Linked DNA regions of Anser cygnoides: region 1 is linked to region 2. A link is a contact called in public Hi-C data. All regions are on one chromosome and are shown on one strand. Each heading gives the region's core, a stretch centred on a gene start, on an enhancer-like site or on the middle of the called end of the contact. The rest is flanking DNA. Distances are from core to core; before and after follow the strand shown. Region 1 overlaps RMND5A (required for meiotic nuclear division 5 homolog A). Region 2 holds the start of THNSL2 (threonine synthase like 2).

Region 1 (6,397 bases), core at 27-2,526, 110 kb after region 2:
AGTATTTGTGCAGTAGGCAAACAAACCTTGCAAGGAAAATCTAACCCAAACTTACTCTGTTACATCTGGTGAGTTGGCTCCAAGTAGTCATAACTAACTTCAACCTTAAACGTTAGCAGCACCCTGTAAAATGCTACAAAGAAAGGATGAAAGCTACAGGAAGGAGACAGATCTAAGTTAACAGGGATCTGAAGCTCTCAGTCATTAGTTCTAACGCAGAGCTTTTGCCGCAGCTTCCATACAAGTTAATTAACCTGACTTACAGACAGAAGGCTGAGATCAATACAGTATTTCAGAAGCAAAACACACTGATTCTTGGCAGGCACGACCAGTTGTTCAGCCATGTCCACTTGCAATTTATAGCGCCGAAGTCCCTGCAGGAATAAGACTTTCCTTATTGAAAAATACTTCACAGTGCAGACCATCGACAGCTCTGAATGGGAGGTAAGGACACGAGCTTTGTCACAGTGACACGGTCACGTTACTCTGAAAGCGTTCAATAGGTTTTAACAACCACTTAAGGTCAAACAGGCTCTATACTATTTTCATCCCCTAGTACCTGTTTTTAAGGTTTGATTGTGTTTCCTGACACAAATCAGACTTCAAGCCCCACTAGAAATAGGAAATCTGCAGTGCTATGTCAAGACAGGTACAAAGGCTGGAACAGAGTCTATCAAAAGACATAAAACCAACGCTACGGAAGTTGTTTATAAACACCCACGACAGAGCACCCAGAAGCTAAGCCTGTCAGAGAATTGTGGTCAGAGAAACCTTGACTTAAAGCCCATCTGCATCACCGGTGCACTTGGTACCACAGAGCTGTGCTGCGACACAGTCTGCAAAGAAGGGTGGAAAGCAGCATTGCAAGCCCAGCGCAGCAGCTGCACGGTGATCTGGACACAGACCTCGCTGTGTCAGGTGAGTATTGTCCCTCTAGCCATGTGCAGCACGAGCCTTTTACTGAGACCGCTGCAAAGGGATTAAGTTAACAGTTTGAGAATATGGTATGAGAGCGTGATAGGGACAGAGCCCAGATACCACCGCAGTGCTTCAAACTTTAAAGGTATTTAAAATCAAATACTCTACCATGGATGTTTCCAAGCTGCAGTAGTTAAGTGTACACACATCAGCTAACCGTATTTTAAGTCTGAAAACCTCCTGTCATTATTCCCTTTCCCCTGTGCAAGCACTTTCTCTGGTTACCAGAAGCAAATCACAGCAGACTTGCGTCACTGCAGAGGGCAGACTGGATGGCTGTAACAGCCAAAACGTAGGCAGCGTTTCACAAAAGCCCGGCACAGCATCCCCTTACTACACGCACATAAGCGTTCTATATTAAACTGCTAGCATCATCTGTTGGTGGAGTTTCAAAACTGCAGGCAATTATTAAGTAACCACAGAGACAGCAAGAAGAATTGCAGCGATCTTGTGATAACAGCCAGCTTTGTGAATTAGCTACTTATCTATAGTGAGCTATTTAAAAGGGGAAACAGGATCACTCTGTATTAAAAATGTTTCTAATATGTACGTTGAATTTTTAACATCGTGCCCTTTTATGTCTGCCATTCTTGTACACTAAGAATCGCACTAGAGGCATTACCAACACGAACCTAAGCTCACACCAATGCCAAAAAACTACCAGTGTGACAGAACGGAAAGGGAGATGCAGCACTTACACTCGTTTTTCTTTTGTTTAGGTAGTCCACATGTCATTTCATTTAAATCCAACGCATTAAGCAATTCCACTCCAAAGAAAAGACTAGAAGCAATTTCAGCAAGACTAGGAAACCTACATGGAAAATAATATCCTCACCCTTTTATTGTTGATTTACCATTTGGTAACCCAGTTGTTTTGAACTCAGTGTGAATACAATTTACGGTTTGCAGAAAGTCACACGCCTGCATTTTTCCACACGTATCAAACACATTTAAAGTTTAAAATGTGTGTGCCTCAACTCGCTCCTCTTAATGTCTCGTTAGGGCAGTCCATTGCCACCGATCCGATAGAGTCCAACTCAGTCTCTCAAGGCAGGCGACAAACAAATGCAAAAGGTGTAGGTTTCCCAAAGACGGTCTTCTCTGTAGTGCATTGTGCTAGTGCATTCAACCAGTGTGTCAGTATTCAACCATGTAAGCTTGGGTTGGTTTTGTTTGTTTGTTTTTACTACACATACAGAAATATAACTTTACATGTAGCTTCGCATGCCTTATGGCTGCTTGCCCTACTATAGGACAGTGCAATAAATACAAATATATGCACACTAGAAAAGATTTTAACTGCCATGATCTACATCTTGTTTATGAGTACAAATTTACCTAGTCACCAATATGACAAATTTAGCAGAAAAAGTAGCAATGGCAGTAATAATCTACTACAAAAACAAGGCTAGAAGCAAAGTGTTTAAGCTACAGAAAAATTGCTATCTCCTAATATATGATGTAGGGCGCAATTCTGCCGAGTGCAGAGTCATGATCAGTAGATTGCATCAGAACATGCTTTTCCCCCATTTAACAATGAATACTTGTACAATTTATTTGGTTTTGATAACTGTTTATAAATAGCACACTATAATGACTATTAAACTATACAGCAACATGACATTTATAGCCTAATCCTGAATACAAAGTTCAAAGAACATGACTACAAAGGCCAGAGAGCAAATGTCATCAACTAAAAGCATTTCCACTTCAGAATTTCGTTTTATTGAATATTCTCTTACACAAACATTTCTTGATCATGAAACCAAAGGAACAGGATTTCCTATTCCCTCTCTGTTCCAGTAGTAACTTATCCACACACCACCCTTATAAATTAGTGATGGATTTTAACGGGTAGCCCCTCAGGGCTATATATTTAATATATTTTATATATATGCACATTTACTTTGAATTCTATGTAAAAGTTGAAAAAATGCTTGAAAGAAAAACTCAGAATATATCACAGCTTTTTCAGCGAAAAAAATACAAATTAGTTTTATAACCACTATTCAATTTATCAAACTTTTTTTTTCTGAAGTATTTACCTTTAATTATATACACATTACAGGAAATAAAACTTTTTCCACAAACATTCTCTAAGGTGACAGTTATCGATAGAATGATAGCAGGAAGAATATTAAACAAATGGGGGAGGTGATCAATTTCTGCCTTTAAAAAGTAAAAAGTCACCATATAATTAAGTACAAAAACCTGCATCGAATGACAACTGCTGGTGTAGTAACTTGATCAGGTATGGAGACCAAGAGTATAGGTAAAGCCCTATGGTAATAATATTTCTGTAGCATTTCCACTTGGTATGTATATACTAAATGTTGGCAAAGTTTCTGTAGCATTAGCTTATACAAACATAGGAGTCCTCAGTCTGCTGCATAAAATGGAACAGGTGTGTTTTAATTCTCCTGAAATGCACCTGAAATTCAGAGCGTCACTTACAAACTGCATAAGGAAACTTTTCTTCAGAAAAATATCTGTTTGGCGTCTCCGGGACTCTGTTCCATCGGACAATAGGGGCATTTTAATCTGGGGACAAAGAGAACGTGTTAGAATCACGGTCCTGCAGAAAGCAGCCCAGTAGCCGTGCACTTTCTGGAGACTTCGCACTGCTGAAACAACTCAGAACTAAACATTTTCCTCCATCACAATGGTATCGAGTTTGCGGAGACAGTCCTTCCTCTTCTCTCCCCGCAGCATGAAGTGAACGTACTCTAAGGCTCCGCTAGAAGTTACCATATCACACTTTTTCTTCTAATTATGGATTTTCCTCACCTTTTACCCACTCACCTCTGAATCATTAAATACCAAGAAATTACGCTTCGTGGTTAATCTTATTTAAACTCTGAGGTTAGTTTGTTGTATTTTAGTCGTTCTAAACAGGCCGGTAGCTTTCAGTTTGACTTGATTAACATCCAGTCAGTTTTACTTCTGGTTCCCAAAATGCTGTGATTTTACAACCCGCTTAGATTTAGATTACTCCTGCAGGCTGTGGCTAAATAGGTCAGCCTGGCCTTCCTGCTGAGGTCTCCACTGATACAATTCCATCTGCTCTCTACATTGTTTTCTAGGATTGATGTATTTTTCTCCATCTCTAAGTCTGGGCTTTTCATCCCAGAGAGTTAATTTTATCAGAGCTGTCCTGTCACTGAAGCTGATGAATGAAAGCATCAGGAATAAATGATCGGGGACCAGAGTAATGTAGCAGAGATTTTACTGGCTTAAAATGGCTGAAGTCACCTATGAAAGCATACCTTTATGCTTCTATTTTTTTCCACTCAATGTTTTTAGTCATAGCGTCATTTATTTTCACAATGGATTTCACAAAAACAACTTACAACTCTAAATTAAGCTGTCAGCCTTCACGGAAGCTGCATTCGTTCAATCCAAATTACCACTGGTTCTTCCTGAAGGAAATCCATCTAATTCTCCCTCTCAGATCTCCTCCCTTCCAAAAGCCCATAGGCATCCCACTGATATCTAAGAAGGAGTGATAGTTAACTCTCCACTCAATTACTAAGCTGTATTTCCCCCCAGAGGTTTACTTTCCCCACTCCCTTCATTTTTTAAAGTGATGTTTCAACCATCACCAACCTTGCTCCCAGTGAAAAAGTGTGTGCGCAAAAGTCTCTATTTGAATGTGGGACAACACAATGGTGTTTGCAGCTTGGAAAATTACTGTTTGCTACTTTCCTTCACGTCATCTCACTTTCTACAACATCAGAGGGTTTATTATGCTATTCTCCAGCATATTAACCCAGCTATCTGGCTTCATAGTCATAGTCCAAGATTTACAAGCTTCCCACAATTACGTAATTGTGGACTCAGCTTTCCCCAAATGCCATGCTCTAATCTTAAGGTTTGTCCTTGTCTATACTTTGCTTGGAATATAAAAATGGTACTTACTTGCTGCCATTAAACATTTTATTCAAAGCATCTCTTGATATAATATGACCACAGACTAATTTCATAGGTGGGTTGTTATCTGTTGTTTGCTGACGGAGAATGGGACAGGCAAATATTGAATGATACCAGCACTTTTTACCAAGGTCCACTTCAATCTGTGAAAGAAATGAAGACAACAATTTATCTTGGGAAACTACATTTCCAGGCAATTATCCCTTTAGGTCATGGCCCTTCCTTAACAGATTTCATAATTGAGCTGTGAAGGCAGCAAAATCCATTGTGTTGATGCCTGACAATTTCCCAGCCAAAAAATATTTAATTGTGATCTAAAAATGGTAATTTATGTTGCTTCTCCCCACCCCCAAGAAAGCAAAGTATTCTGCCAAGAGACAAGTGCATTTTTTAGTGCAGATCTGCACTCTGGCAGGAAAATTGAGCTGATGACCCAAGACATTCTGTACTTTATAGCCAGTGATTTCCAAAGTGGTTCAGATGACACATCTCATTTAAGGGGGAAGGCAAGAAAAGAGAAACAGCACACCCCAACACGCCGTTGGACTGATGATGATAATGTTCTGCAGCTTCCTCAAAGACTCCCCCAGCACCTACCAGTCCCATCAATATTAAAGTGTACCAGAAATTTATTTTCAGTACCAACACAGAAAACACTGGTCCTGATGTCAGGGGTTTTTCTGTACCAAATGATTTCAGAAAATGACATCTCAAATAGAAAAGAACGTGTACATGATTTCAGGAAAGGATCGACAACTGCAAAAATCTCAGCTTCTGTAGCTGAAGCTCCAGGCTCTGACCAATATTCTGTTCAGACAGACTTACTCTCCGACAAGATTTGACAATATAACCTCTTCATGCTACTTAATCTCTACCTTTCCATGATGAAAATAAGATTTCCAATCCGCATGCTACCTTAGCAGTACACACTGGAGACCATTAAGTTTAGAACATGCAAGGAGGCATATTAAAACCTATTAACCGATCTGCATCTGACAGCAGTCTTTTCCCAAATACTTTCTAGTTAAACATTCCTGTCTGGACAGGATGGCATGGAACTGTTACACTTGGAGGTTCCACTCTCAGTGTTACAGAAAAACAGCTGGGAAGAAAAATAAAAAAATACCACGTGCACTGAAGCTATATACTATATATGAATCTCTTCTATCTACAATCGATGAGGCTAATTCAGTTCATGCCCAATTTGCACTAAATAGGTTTTCTTTGCAAAACAGGAGCAGGTCACTGGAGAGCTGCACACACCTTGTAACAGCTACAAAACAGGGTTTCTTAACAACTGAACTTCATTTTAACTCATACAAAAGAGCTGTGCTGGAAGCATAATGCTTTGGATCCCAATTCAATTCCCACATCCCCAGACGTAGCCCTACATTTTTCACCTCCTATCTGCACAATAAAGTGTCAATGAGAAGCAGCCCACGGAGAGCTCAAGCCTAGCCAGAGGAAATTAATGTCTCTTTGTGAGATG
Region 2 (6,615 bases), core at 2,641-5,140:
GTCACGGTTTCAGCGCAGCAGGACCACAACATAGACAGTCCAACAGCAATACCAACCAGCAAAGACGTGGACGTTGTCTTCAATGACAGTGGTCATCTGAAGTTCCTGTATCTGCGTGCAGAGCCCTTCGGGCAGCAGAACAAAGATGTCCATGTTCTGCTGACCTCTCACGCTCTCGATGGCTGAGCTCCCTGTGTCCCCCGAAGTCCCTGTTTCAAAGCAGCAGAGAACCAAAAAAATCAAATATCAAGACATCCGTCAAACCTGCATCGTCGCACTTCAAGAAAAAGATGCAGAGATGCTCCATGAGATGGTTTTGGTTAGAGAAGCTTCCCTGGCATTGGCTGGAGATCGCTCACCAGCCACCCACGAGGCAGTACCACCCTGGGGCATCTATGTGGTGGGCCGTGGGATGATGGCTCTCAAGGTAAAGACCTGCCCAGAAGTTTTACCCCCCACAAAGAGGAATACTCACCCACCAGAATAGTGATGTGTTTCTGCTTTTTCTCCAAGAAGTACTGTAAAAACTGCCCAGTGCAGGACAAGGACAGATCCTTAAAAGCATAAGTAACCCCATGCCAGAGCTCCAGAACATTCAGCCCATCTTTCAGCCTGGACATATGGACAACATCCTTGTGTCTGAATCTGCTGAAGGCCCTGTCAATCAGATCTAGAGGGAAGAGGATTAAAGAGGATGTCAGACTAGGCAGAGAACTACTGTTTTTGATCGGTGGCTTCCTGCGTCTGTGCTCTTTATGCTCCTGGGAAGCTTTCTGCGAACCCAAAGACTCCCAGTTGCTGGAGAGGTGACAGATATCCAACAAGTTATTCTTAGCTGTTAGGAGGAATATAGACGTGCTCTGTTGCCTTCAATAGCTCTACAGTGGGTACCCCTAGGGGAAACCTGACACAATCAAAGCAAACTGCGTTAAAACATAAAATAAAGGAAACCCAAGTTTTATTACAGCACCCTGTTGAGACAGAGGTTGTAGCTGCCCTCTGGTGGAAGGGATGGCTTAAAAACGTTATAAAGCATGGAGCAGCAGCAAACCCTGATGGGATATCAGGTCTGGAGCCAGCACAGCAGTTTCCCAGCAGTCAGCAGTGCCACAGCACCAGCTACCGCTGCTGCGATCACCACAGTCCCCAGCACATAGGGAACACCTTGTCCAGAAGGTAACAAGCCCCAGCAAGGCGAGGGAAAAGAGGGAAGAAAACGGATCAGGCGATGGTGCAGCTGGCTCCATCCTCTGGGGGCTGCAAGAGGATGGGGCTAATGCAGGTGGAAGCATCCAAACACCCCAAAATCCTCACACACGTCCCTGCTAATAGCTCCCACCGCCCGGTTGAGGCTCACCGTTGAGGGCGCTCCGCGGGACCAGCTCGGGCGCGATGAAGAGGGAGCACAGCTCCTTCACCAGCTCGGGGTAGGAGAGGCGGCTCCAGCGCTGCAGGGTGGCCCCGTCCAGTGAGGGGATGCTCCGGGGCATGAAGAGGCCGCCGTCAGGAGCGTAGCCGGAGAAGAGGGCTCCCTCGAAGTCGACAGCCCTCGAGCCTCCCCGTGTGCTGACATACTCCATGGGTGCTGTTGGGGGACACCACGGTCACTGCCAGGACCCCAGAGCAGCCGCCCCATTAGGAACGCCCAAGCAGACCTCCCAGACACCTCCAATGTGGACACACACAGCCGGAGGGCAGCGTTGTGGGGTATTTTGTGGGCAGTGGAAGCGCTGAGTGGGGTTTGCACCCAGGGGGCTGCGAGGAGCCCTCTTGTCGGGCTTCCCCTGATCCGGACACGTCCCTGCTGCTGCAGCAGGCACCGTGCCTGCACCTGACGTCCCCTACAGGCTACGTGCAAAGGCTGGAGCTTTAAAATAAAAATAAGCAAATAAGAATCTCTTTAAAAAACAGTAAAGGAGGAAACAGGGAAAACAGGGAGGGGAGTAAGAGGGAGAGAGAAAGCGGAGGAAAGGGGGGAAGGATTATGCATCTAGTGCAGCCTGATTTTGTTCAAAAGGGTTAAAGCAAGGACAGGATTTGCGCGACAAGTACAACAAACTTCCAGGATCCCCTTTTTTCTTTTTCATAAAGGTATCCGCAAGGTCTGGGGCTTTGAGCCTGCAGGGCTTTCTGCCCCAGCACCTTGTGCACAATGCTTTCGTTCCTTCCAAATTTCCCCTCCTTGCCAAAGCAACCAACCCGTCCCCCGACACACACACACACAATTACCCTTCAGAGCTGCCCCACAAGAGCAGACAAAGGGGGAAAAAAAAGCTTCCAGAGGTGGTAAACAACCAGCCTTTAACCCGGATCAGCTCGGCCACGGCTCCGGGGCCGTGAGGGGGCGGAGGCGGGAGCAGGGCCGGGAAATGGCGGCCAGGCGCGGGGCGGGGGGGGGTCCATGGTTGGAGGGGAAAGCTCGGAGTTCAGCAGGGCAGGCCCCGGGTTGGGTTTAAATTTAAGGTTAAATCTGCAGGAAGTAGGATCAGAAAGCTCCGTGAGTGCCTTCCCACCATGCAGTTCACCCTGGGAGGCTGTGACTTGGAGCAGCGCCGTCCCTCCGTGGGGAAACTGAGGCAGGGAAGGGCTGTGCGTCCCTTTTCTTGATTTTTACTTGATTTCCTTGCCTGGTTTTCCTCGGTTAGTGCCTGTATGGGGCTGCATGCACAGCTGCAGCAGGTGCAGGGACTGGAGCCCAGTAAGGCAAGGTGCAGAGGGTGCCTGGTTACCACCGGCTGTGAGTCAGAAAGCTCATGGGACAGAAGGGACACGCTGCCTCCAAAGTGCCAGAAACCGACCCAAAACACATCACTGCTCCAACCAGCCCGGCTACCAGCGAGCGAGGCTACCCAGTGGGACGGAGCAATGCTGGTAGTCTCCAAATTCACCACATCTCAGAGACCAGCCAACAACAGATCCCTGAATTTATTATACAAACTATCACCCAAGCTGCCCCCGTCTCCTCACCGTAAGAGTTTCACGTTACGGGCTCCCAACCCCTTGATCAGGGTCTGTCCCCATCCCAGGCCGGTTCACAGGGGGACTGGAATTGGCAAGGCAGGACCTTGCTCTCCAGGGACAGCTCGGGCTTCAGTCAGTTGTGAAACCTCCCCAGGGCCGTCCCTGGTGCTTCCTGGAGTCACCAAAAGCCCTGGGGTCACCCGAGGACCCTGTTTTGGGGACACGGGCCACTTACCTCAAGCTGGCCCTGACATGCAGGGCAAATCCCGCAGTGCCACAGTGGTCTCAATAGATGTTTTCAGTCCCATAAGTTTTTAATGCCCTGTGTATTTTCAGAAGGTAAGTGATCTATTAATACATGCTCCAGTTAGTTATTAATCCCTTGTTTACCTGCTCTGGAAGGGTATTTTTCTCCATCACGTTTCAGCAGCAGCTCACACACACGCACAAAATAATAAATAAAAAATAAATAGCATTTCTGGGCAGGACAGCAAAATGATAGAAATGAATAAAACACTGAGAGCTGCAGGGTACGTGGTTTGTCTCTTCTGCCCTGATCTCTTCCTTCTGCCATGAGAGCGTGCTGAATTTGGGGTTCATGCAGAGGCAGAGCACAGTTTGAGCAGAACCTTCAGCAGAACAAGGGAAGGATCAAATCCCTAGGAAAACCCACACAAGCTGATAATTTTTGTTACCAACATAATTCAATATTACCAACGCGTATATGATCATCTTCACAAGTGACATGACCCTGCAGGGTCACCTCACCTCTCCCACCACTGGCACCTCCAGGCATTTACCTCATATATATCTAAGACTTCTCACGTGTGAATTAGCTGCATGAGATTATTTCACTGCTTCATCTAAAAGTATTTTTTTTTCAAGTGAAGAGCTTACAATGTAGCACATACAGGACCCCTGAAAAAAAAATATAAAAAATAATAATAATAAAAAAAAAACTGGATACCTGCTGCTCTGTGCTTGTAAATAAATAGTCTCAAGGCTGCTGATGCAGCTTTAACTACGCCCCGTGCCTGTCAGTGGTGATAGCTCTTGCTAACGAGGTCATGGGTTAATGCCGTGGCGGATGTCAGCATTTGCTACTGCTGCAGCTGGGGATGAGCTAAGTACTGCTTATGTGGCGGCCAGAGGTGAGCACAAGGAGCACGTGGGCCGTGCCATTTCTCGGGAGGGCTTTTCCCATGCCCTGCCCTGCAATCTCCGTGCTTTCATTTTTGGAATTATCATTTCCTTGTCAGCTGCGGTAGCAGACCCAAGATCTGGAAGATGTAACAGCCTTTGATTAACCTGGTACTGCCCAGTGCCTCCGTGTTTCTGCTTGGATGTGCACTTCCACTTTGGACCTTGTATGTTCCTGAGGAGTTGATGGGTGCTCAGTTGCTCTTTGGACTTGCCTATCAGAAATCAGCTGTGTTTGCAAACACTAACCAAAGCTACTGTGTCACTTTTCCAGCTTTTTTTAACAGTTTCCATCAGTTTCCATCCGTCCAGGTTGGATTTCCTCAACCTCTCTACCCACGAAAGGCATCCTGAAGCGTAGCAAAGAGTAAGAAAACAGAAAGGCATATGTAGCAGTGAGAAGCTGGGTTTGGGTGCCCTTTCTATACCTCCACCAAAGCATCCCCAGGCCCGGGAGAGCTGCAGACCCCAGGTTCCGCCAGCCACCGATGAATCCTCTATCACTAGATGGCGGCAACGCCTTGCGTCCAGGGAGGAGATGCACAAAGGCAGCCTTGCCCTGGTTGCAGTCACTCTCACACCTCACACAGGGCATTTCGCCTTCACTGCACCCAGGCCACGGTGCTCAGCCGCAGTTTCAGGCAGCAGCAAGAAACACGGCTCCGAAGAGCCCTGTTTTGTAGAGCTGAGGAAGGGGAGGCACAGGAGATGTCCTTTGGCAGGAGGCCGGGTTACGGAGCTGGGTGGCCTGAGCAAATGCAGCAACTCGTCGCAGTTTTCAGTTGGATTTGGTGATCTTAGGGGTCTTTTCTGTCCTAAATGATTCTGTGGTGGGAAAGGTGTTCTTCATCTTCACGCCATCTTCTCCCTGAGTGTCCTGGGGGTTTATCCCTTTTCGTAAATATGATTCTATGTTCACCCTTCTTCCAGCACAGTCTCTCTTCTCTGGGGGTCCCTGCAGCCTACAGCCTGGCAGAAACTCAGAAAGGGGCACGTCAAAAGACCCCAACTCACAACCAGGACTAGAAGGTGCCACGTTTAATCATAAAGCACAAAGATGGCCTCAACGCCACAAAAATGCCTTTCTCTCCTAGTCCTGTCTCTGCCCGTGAGCTGGCTGATGTCTGCAAACTGCATACGCAAAAAAAGCTTTCATATCTATAAACAGCCCAAGCAATTCTGGGCAGGTCCAGCAAATGGCTGATAAGGATGTTTGAGGTTTTGCAATGCCATTTCCTACCGGAGTACATCCCTGTAGGGAAAAAATGTGTAAGCCTGTCACTGGAGGTAGGTGAAGAAGCCATGCATCCCCTCCCCTCTCAGGCACAGAAGTTTGAGTTTTTACAGAGGAAACAGGGAGTTTTGGGGTAGAACCTGTAAGGTTTGGGCCAGAAATCAAAACATTTAATTTTTGCCTTTCTCAGAGGTGGCGGGCCCGAACCTCACATATTGGTGAGGTTTGGGATCCGTAGCAGGAAGGGGGCTAGGAGGGTTGCAGAGAGCATCTGCAGCTGCACGGGCAAGCATGCACCCCGACTCATATCTTCAAGCTTCACCTCAAGGAGGTACAAGGCAGAAATGTACAACTGCAAGTGAATCAAAGTGCTAGGAGCTGCACTTCTATTCCGGTAAACTTGGCTTTTCTCCCCTCTTTCTAAATCCGACATGAATTGTAGGCATCTCAGCTGACATGAGGTAGGACTTCCATGTGGGCCACCTGTCCCTGCGCACAACTGTGTACACACACACGCAGTTTTCCACCCCGACCCGTGGTGATTTCGCAGTGCCAAGAGCAGCCAGCATGTCAGCCCTTTCGCCAGGGCTAGGTGTGACTCTTTCCTGCTGTGAGGTGTCTCACAACGGGCTCAAGGACATCTGTGTTGTGGTTTGGGTCTTAGAGACCAAAGTGCAGGACCCACTCGTAAGGACAGAGCAGAAAGGGAGTGTGAGGATGGGATTGTGCAATGCTCACTCCCTCGGTGAGACACCAAACACACCCTTGCCTTTCTCCAGGAGGTTGTGCAATCCGGTCCTGCTCTGCCAAGATCGCATTAATAGGGCCAAATTTTATCTCCAAATCTGCAGTCACACGGGATGTGGGTTCTGTCACTGCCAGCCAGGCAGGAAGATGAACAAGGAGGAGGAGGAGGAAGATGCTGCAGTAGCCACACAGTTACAGCACGTTTTCTTTATCAGCTTTCCTTTGGGAAAGTCACTCAGTCTCTGGGCACTTCATCGTGTATAAAGCAGAGATACCTGTGCTTACAGAGGTGCTTTGAGCATCGTAAATGTGGCAGAAGCACCAAGCAGGACGTGCACGGTGGCAATTCTGGACTTTGTCCACAGCTCTGGGCTCGCTGGCACCGTGGTCATTTCCCATGGAGTGCCTCCCTGGCCGTGAACCTGCTGCACGTTTGGATGCTCTCAGGCCGCACTCAGCCTCTCGCTCTGCCC

The links. Hi-C and Micro-C count contacts between places; a contact is called where the count stands out from the background.
Region 1: a Hi-C map of granulosa cells shows a contact between it and region 2, with 3 times the contacts expected there. The contact joins the enhancer-like site here to the promoter of THNSL2 in region 2. A contact is called at or near these places in 2 of 7 Hi-C or Micro-C datasets (granulosa cells and liver).

Annotation. Positions count from the first base shown.
Region 1 is chr4:6,094,030-6,100,426 of Taihu_goose_T2T_genome, forward strand. RMND5A (required for meiotic nuclear division 5 homolog A) reads right to left here. Exons shown (of 9, transcript XM_048047244.2): 8 at 4,897-5,051; 9 at 1,791-3,519. The coding sequence ends at 3,456. Among named protein-coding and RNA genes, the nearest start is that of CD8A, 18 kb to the left of the region's middle. Within about 2 kb of position 1,277, at least 2 of the 3 cell types and tissues checked have open chromatin away from gene starts, as enhancers often do.
Region 2 is chr4:5,980,782-5,987,396 of Taihu_goose_T2T_genome, forward strand. It overlaps THNSL2 (threonine synthase like 2), which reads right to left and starts at 3,891. Exons shown (of 9, transcript XM_048081105.2): 1 at 3,762-3,891; 2 at 1,358-1,585; 3 at 476-670; 4 at 57-209. The coding sequence starts at 1,580.